2 separate regions of the Arachis hypogaea genome follow, and region 2 is linked to region 1. The links are chromatin contacts, called in public Hi-C maps. All regions are on one chromosome and are shown on one strand. The core of a region is the stretch at or near the end of the contact, and the rest is flanking DNA. Distances in the headings are between cores, read along the strand shown. Region 1 holds the start of LOC112718193. Region 2 has its middle 43 kb from the start of LOC114924527.

Region 1 (3,726 bases), core at 586-3,085:
TCGGTGTCGTTTAAAGAGTAGCACATCCATTGAATTACCTACACAATTTATTTAGCTAGTGTAAGCTAAATCCCGATATAAAGATAGTGAATAAAAACACATGATTAAGTTCATATACTTACGCAGCTGTTGACCCAACTGCGGGGTTTCAAGGACCAGAAGTTCTTCCTTTGTAATACCATGTAGTCCCGCCCTTCATACTTAGCTAAATCTTGATCTTCGTCCAAGGACGAGCTAACTATCCATGTTCTGATTTGTTCCTCCTTAGTCTCCCCCAACTTTATATTTCTTAGCGTTGGATGAATTGAATGTATCAGGGAAGGGGTTAGAGTCTTTTCAAACTGAGTTAAATCGAGTGAAAAGCTCGATCTCCCTGGACTCGGTGTATGGTAGCTTGATTTATTTGGCAACACCATTTGCAGGGGCTGCATGATGATGGCATTTGTTTCGCACCCTTGTTCAACATTATTGAGATATCGAATTCGCTGCAAACGAATGCAACATGAATTTAGATAAAATAACAAGTTATGCCTAGCTAGACGGGTAATCACATGGCACGGGTATGAAAAATAAAGAAGATAAACATACAGCAAGGTAATCCAAAAATCACTAACCGGTCAAAATCATAGTCACTGAGCTGTACAAGTGCTGCTGGCGGTGTGTGTGGAGATCCACTTTTGAGGTCAGTATTTTCTTCTTGAGGACTATTAAGATTGCCCTTGACCACGGGATCCGCTTGTTTTACATCATGTGGCAGAGGCTGCTGTTGGAATAACTGTATCCTTCTAGCAAGCGGCACGTCGTCATCATCATCAGAATCTGCGACTACCAATGGTGCACCATTGCTTCCTGGTAAATTTTCTCTTAGAATTGCTTTTTTGTTGCCGCGTCTAGATCGGTTTTTGCGGACAGGCAACTTTCTCCTCGTACCAGTCTTGGATTCCTGTGGTGTAAATGCATGCATATCGTCATTTGCATAAAAAATACTGATACTCTTCATCATAGATATTGTCATTTGAATGAAAAAATAAACACACATGATAATAACACAATTTATTCTAATTAACCAAAAGAGTTAACAACTACATGCACATCACAGCATGTTTCACACTAGCCAATGAAGGAATATACAAAGATTAAGAAGGATGCATGAAAATACTAACAAAAATGAATAACAAATTAGCAATCCAATTCAAAGCATAAACCCCTTTTAGCATCTTAAATGCATTTGTCTACATAACAAAGACAATCTAAATTAAGAATCAAAACCGACCGTTGCAAACAACTCTCCCAATTTTCATTTCCAAACATCATCCATCAAAACCAAACATTTGATTCCATAGTAAAGTTACCTTCCAATTATACAAACTGAAGATCTATGAATAAAAACAACCATCCAATCCTATAATCGAGTAACTCTCTATCTATCATAAAAAACAACCATCCAAAACCCTACTAAAGTGAACAACCAAAACCCAACTATAGTGAACATCAAATTCAAATTAGCGCATGAGCTATCATGAAGAAAATACATCACCTTATCCGCTTCCTTATAGCTTTGCTGAGATGTAGTCTTGGCTTGGGTAGACGGAGATTTGTCAGTTTCTTTGCGGGGCTTTTTACACCCTCTTTTCTCGTTAATTGCTTTACTCGAGGACTGTTCCTTCTGTTTTTTCTCTTTAATTGCACTGTTGACTAGGCAACCCTGTGTGTTCAACATGGGACAACAAATAGATGGAAAAAACTAATGTGAACCTTATGGCACAAGGCAAACAGAACAAAGTTGCAATCTATCATCAAAACCAACCATCTAAAGCCCTACTATAGTGAACACCTAAAACCCTACTACATGCGAACATCCTCAATTACAACCACACCAATCATCAATGAAATCTATTTTCACAGAATCAATCAACTTGGAAGCCCCATAAAGCAATTCTTTCATACATAAAAAGCCATCCAAATAAAGATATCATACGTTATCTATCCAGTTCAGATCAGAACCTAATTAGAGCATTTTAAATCCATCTGTTTACTTAACAAACTTGACTCAAATAAAACCTCAATAAAAATAAGGCACAACAAATGTAATCAAACAAGCCTTCAACATAAAAACATGTAAATATCGTTCATGGTAATTGAAGTCAGCTCTCCCAAACGTTCATTAATAAACAACATACATCAAAACAAGCCATGCAGCCACATAATGAATTAACTTTACAATTTTGTAATGGCAAATTCTATGATAAGGATCAACCATGCTATCAAATAAGTAAGGATCCAAATAAATGAGCTCGCGAGCTAACATAAGGAAAGCAAATCACCTTTTGCGCCTCCTTATAATTTGGATGAGGTGTAGTCTTCTCTTTGGTAGGCGGTGATTGGTCAGGGTCCTTGCGGGGCCTTTTACACCTACCTTTCTCGTTAACTGCTTTACTCGAAGAATGTTTCTTTTGTTTTCTCTTTTTCCTTGCATCGTTGACTATGCAACCCTGTGTGTTCAACATTGGGCAACAAAGAGATGAAAACAAACAACGTGAACTGCCAAATGCACTTTTGTTCAACTAGATTATAAAAAATGCATTATTAGAGATTGAACCTGTGAGATAACATGGTCGGCCTTCTTATCAAGTTCATTAGTGGTCCATTCAACATTCCAAGGCTCGAGTACTCGACATTCATGCAGCAGACCATGCTTTAAGCGCTGAAAGTACAAAACATATAAAGAAATAACTTAAATTTTAAGAATTACACCTACAGCCGTACATGGGTTTTAAATTTAAGTAATTTATTGCCATTACCAGCAACACAAACATGCACCCACCGCATGTTTCCTGATTCTCGTCTTGTAATTTTCTTATCGCATCTCGTAGCCACTTTAACATGTGATATGGCCAATGAAACCTTTTTGGGTTCGAGACATCCAATATCGGTGGGAGGTGTCACGGAGAAATAGTCTGCTGGCTTGTGGAGTTCAGAAACATCTTCAAAACAACCATGATAAAGTATCTTCTAAAGGTCATCCTCTGTTGCTCGGTCTCTATCAGATAAGCAAAGACAAAGTCCCGCAGTTGGGTTGTAGTTTTCTTCTGAAATTCTCTCTTAATTGCCAAATGCAATTCATTTTTTTCTGCAGTTTGGGGATTGGGTCCCCTGCGTAAAACGAAACAGTTTACCACAATCAGTACGTGTCAACATCGGAAAAAGCATTACCATGCAGCAAAAGCTTTACATCTTACATAATTTACACTAACCTCGAGAAGGTATGGCGAATTCATTGTCGATAAGTTCTGCAGAAATGCGAATGTCCCCGCCGTCGACCCTGAGAGTGTTTGTCTCCACGTCATAGGCCCTAGCTAGTTGGAGCATGATGCTCTGCTTCACATGCCATTGTGGTACCGGCGCAGGAAATCAAATCCAATGGCCTCAATCTCGGCCAACTTAGCTTGCTCATTATGTCATTCAAAGTGGGTAAATAAGTTGTTAATGTAGCAAGGTGAGCAACACGTCTCGACTAGTTTCTGTTAAGCAAAACAAATGTGGATCAGCAAATTATCATAAAAAATATCCAGATATGTTCATGTATTCATGTAATCAATGGGATACCTTTTTACCCATCTGAGTTTGTCTTCGGCCGGTTTAGAGTTTGTTTTGTCTTTGCTAAGTCTGGTGTAGTTGCTGTTTTCAACTAGCTGCATTATTGCAAGTACTAATTACTTAAAAGAA
Region 2 (4,208 bases), core at 1,509-4,008, 120 kb before region 1:
AGCGTCATATGTGAAATCTCTTCCGTGAAAGGATCTTCACCCCGGATTGGGAATATCTTCCCAGTCCACATGAGCTCTCCGACCTCAGAGGTCGGCTTAAAGTTTGTCTATTGGTCCTTCTGAATCCCATTGTCGTCAGATTTCCCTTTTGGAGCTTGTTCGGTCTCTCGTTGTCGCTCCAGTACAATCTCCAGCTGCTCCAACGGTCCGTGGTGTCCATGCTCAGTTTGATGGAGTGGAGGACAGGGAGGAGCGTGAAGCACCTCATGCACCCGACGAGCAGAATGAAGCCAGAAAGGAGAACGGCAGAGGTACGGAGAATTGTTCAAACTGCATAGCGGAGAAAAATATTTCACCAAGTGTAGTTAATGAGATCCATGCTAGTTTGCGTGGCATTGGTAGGCAGCATGCATGTTAGCATATATCTGATGAGGGGTGATGCAGTACATCATTCAAATTTAGACGATGAGAATACAGTGGTGCACGAGGTGATTACAAAGTTTGATTTAGTATAATTTTGGGGTAATGATGCGGTGGGTTTAGAATTTGTGGGATCGGAAGGTGTGCTTCTGAAGGTTTATTAATAACGTGGGATGATATCATGTTTAGGTTGAGTAATTGTTACAAAGAAGAGACAATGTTGTCTATACAACGGGGAAGTAACAAAGAATAATTTCTATTTCTGCGGTTACCTTGGTGTATGGTGTGCATATAAGCGAAGAGAAGCTTGCTGTGTGGGAATAGTTGAGTTTGTTATCGGAAATATCTCAAGTTCCTCTTTGCTACATGGGTGTTTTCAATGACGTGGGCAGTTGGAAGAAAAGAAAGGCGCTACTGTGTCATTATTGTGGAACTGGTCGATCTAGAGTTGAATGACCATAAGGTTACGTGATAGAATGTTAGTCAGTTTAGTTTCATTGTTATCATTTTGAGCACATATTTTAAAAGGAATGACAAAATCTTCAAGAAGTCTGTGAATCGTATAGCTATTTGGGCATCAAAAGAAAATGAGAATTCAAAAATAAAAAGAAGAGTAACAGCATGAGCCGAAACGGTGCCGTTTGAATTTTTATATAAAAAAATAAATGGGAAAGTCTAGCAACCATTTACACCTATTCTTTAATAACAACTTCATAATCAAATCCTGCCTAGTCTGCCTCTGCACGACAAACACAATGATTATCAAAATTCGTAGGGTTTAAAGATTTAAATTTATTTTATGTTTTTTTATTGTATTTTATTTCTATTATTTTTTATTATTTTCGTAACCTTAATATTTAATAAAATCATTAATCGATTTCTGGTATTTACAAATTGTACATTAATATTATAAAAAATAACTTATGGGAGACATCAAAAAATAATAATTAAACTTAATTATAAAAAAAATTTATATCCAACAGAGACTAGTCTATAGTCACAGTTAAAAATATTTCGGCCACACCATTTTTAATAACATAAACTGCACAATACTGACTATAAATTCGTTTAATTTAATTAATGCAAACTTTATCCAATTATATATTAATGAAACCAATTAACGTAATAAATTAAATATATTTTTATATTTTCGTTAGATACTTTATAATCATTCTTAGTTGGTTTAATGAATACCTATTTACATTTTAATTGAAACAATTCTTTTTTAAATTAAGGTCATACATTTTTAATTATTCAAAATTTTAAATCTTGTCAATTTTTAAATTTCGACCTTAAACAATAAACTCTCTCTCTTACCTTCAAACTTCAATTCTAAAGTATAAATTCTAAACTCTCTCGACACTAATTTCTTTGAATCTTGAATCCTAAATCCTAAACATGCAATCACATTCATTAAACTCTTAACTTTAAATCTAAAATCCTTAACTTCTTAAATTAAAACCTAAATCCTAACACCATAAATACTAGATCATAATCTAATAAACTCTAAACTCCATAAATACCATAATTTATAAATTCTAAATCCTAAATTCTAATTTTCAAATCCTAAATCATATACAATAATCTTAATCCTAAACCTAAAATCCTAAGCTACAAAGTCTAAATTATATACATTAATCCTAAATAAAAAATCTTAATTAATATCCTTAAACCCTACACCAAAATAATAAGAAAATATATTATGTTTTAAATAAAAAACTAAAGATAATTACATATAAAATTACCTTTGAACCTTTTAACTTATCAAAATTGTAGTTATTGGATGTGAAACAACATTTTAAATTTTATTTATAATTTTTCTTACTAAATTAACAATTACTACCATATATATACTTCTTTCAATAATTAAGAATCATGTTCACCAAAAACCTTTTTATTTTCTCCAACTAACCAAAATTTTAACTCTCTTACACTAAGTGCAATAAACGAACAAAAAGCCCACTACACAATATACCAAAAATCCTATACTAGTTATGCACAAAAAAATCCAACATCACAATCATTATTTTATATATATATATATATATATATATATACTTCTTTCAATAATTAAGAATCATGTTCACCAAAAATCTTTTTATTTTCTCCAACTAACCAAAATTTTACCTCTCTGCACTAACAGTGCAATAAACGAACAAAAAGCCTACTACACAATATACCAAAAATCTTATACTTACTATGCACAAAAAAGTCCAACATCATAATAATCATTATTAGGTATGAAAAATTTCTCACCTAATTAATCTCTTTCTGCGATATTAACTGCGCATCATATGTCTCCAAACAGCCAATGTCTCTATATGGGAAACAATGTCACACGCGTCAGCCAGATGACTCCTCCACATCGCTTCAGCAGCTGAAGAAGAATAACTTTTTCATCACCGTAGCATTGGCCATATAATAATTGTTCGTTGAAATAGAATATAAAAAAATATTTATTTATTTATTTATTTTGTGGATTCACGGATCTGCGAATACTTACATAAAATTCGCAATCTAATTCTATTAGTGTGCCGATTTGATCCAATTCAATCCGATAATTTTGCAGATCAAATTCATATTTACAATTTTTAGATTGAATTTGAATAAACACTGTGAATATGTAAATCGAATCCAATCTCACATTATTTCTAGTAGCATCGTGTTGAGATACAGCTATTCAGAACTTAATCTAAATTTTTATCCACACATAGATTGTTAAAGCATTCATTAACATTCTTTTGAATTACCACCATTACTGGTAAATTGTATGCGAACACCACAAAAAACAATAAATTATAGGTTTTTTTTAATTAGCACAGTGTTTTAACTCTTGTAAAATGTGTTAAAATACTTTGAAAAATGATGCAGTTTTGCGTTTTACAATTAAGTTACATGAATTTTGTGAAACCAGCGCTATATGAGGAAATGATTATTTTCACTCTTTAAAAAAATTAGTTTTTCTTAAAATAGCAAAAAAAAGTGAATATTTTAAAATTTATTTTATTTTATTAAAAATTAAATTTTTTTAGAAAAGACACTTAATAAATATTACAAAAACATATTTATACTTTGTATTGTGTAGCTTAAAACTGCATAATGCAAATTACTTATAACTAAATCAGTCACATACACACATAGAATCATTAATGTCAAACAATTTAACCCTGAATATGACAATACTATATATTTATTTTTTTTAATAAATTAAACTCCTTAATGTAGGTCGCATCATGTATTATAATGATACAGGTGGCAGCATGCACCTACTTACGAGTACCCAATCTAATCGAATAGAGTTACCAATCTGATCTGCAGTGAATAGGATAGAATAAGAAGTAGGTAAAGTTTTCGTAACCTGCGCTATGTGTGTGTATTTTAAGTAGATGTTGAATCAAAGATCTCTCACTAAATATAAAATATTTTTAGTCATTAAAAGAATATCATTAATTGATAATTTAATACATTTTTTAACATAAATTCAATTTTATTTTAAATTATTATCAAGTTATATAATAATATTGCATCTATTTGATAACTTGCGGATAGAATTGAGTATCCACGGATTAAAAATAGTAAAACTAGGGTTGGATATTCTTAATCTGTGGGTCGAATAGAGTTAAGTTTATATAAAAATCTTAACCTACAAATAAAATTATAGTTGGATCCAAATCCTACCCTACCTTACCATTATCACCCCCTCTATAATGACTTGCTTCAAACTGCTTTTATTGGTATAAGTTGTGAAACCACCTTCATTTAATATACCAGAATTATCGTTGTCCTTA

The links. Hi-C and Micro-C count contacts between places; a contact is called where the count stands out from the background.
Region 2: a contact with region 1 is called in a Hi-C map of leaf, with 2.3 times the contacts expected there. The contact joins the enhancer-like site here to the promoter of LOC112718193 in region 1. A contact is called at or near these places in 2 of 8 Hi-C or Micro-C datasets (leaf and an unstated tissue).

What each region holds. Positions count from the first base shown.
Region 1 is chr10:16,909,637-16,913,362 of arahy.Tifrunner.gnm2.J5K5, reverse strand. It overlaps LOC112718193, which reads right to left and starts at 1,835. Exons shown (of 6, transcript XM_072204672.1): 1 at 1,538-1,835; 2 at 615-943; 3 at 123-485; 4 at 1-38. The coding sequence starts at 1,720. The coding sequence ends at 347.
Region 2 is chr10:17,032,206-17,036,413 of arahy.Tifrunner.gnm2.J5K5, reverse strand. No RefSeq gene overlaps it. Among protein-coding and RNA genes, the nearest start is that of LOC114924527, 43 kb to the left of the region's middle. Within about 2 kb of position 2,758, at least 3 of the 3 cell types and tissues checked have open chromatin away from gene starts, as enhancers often do.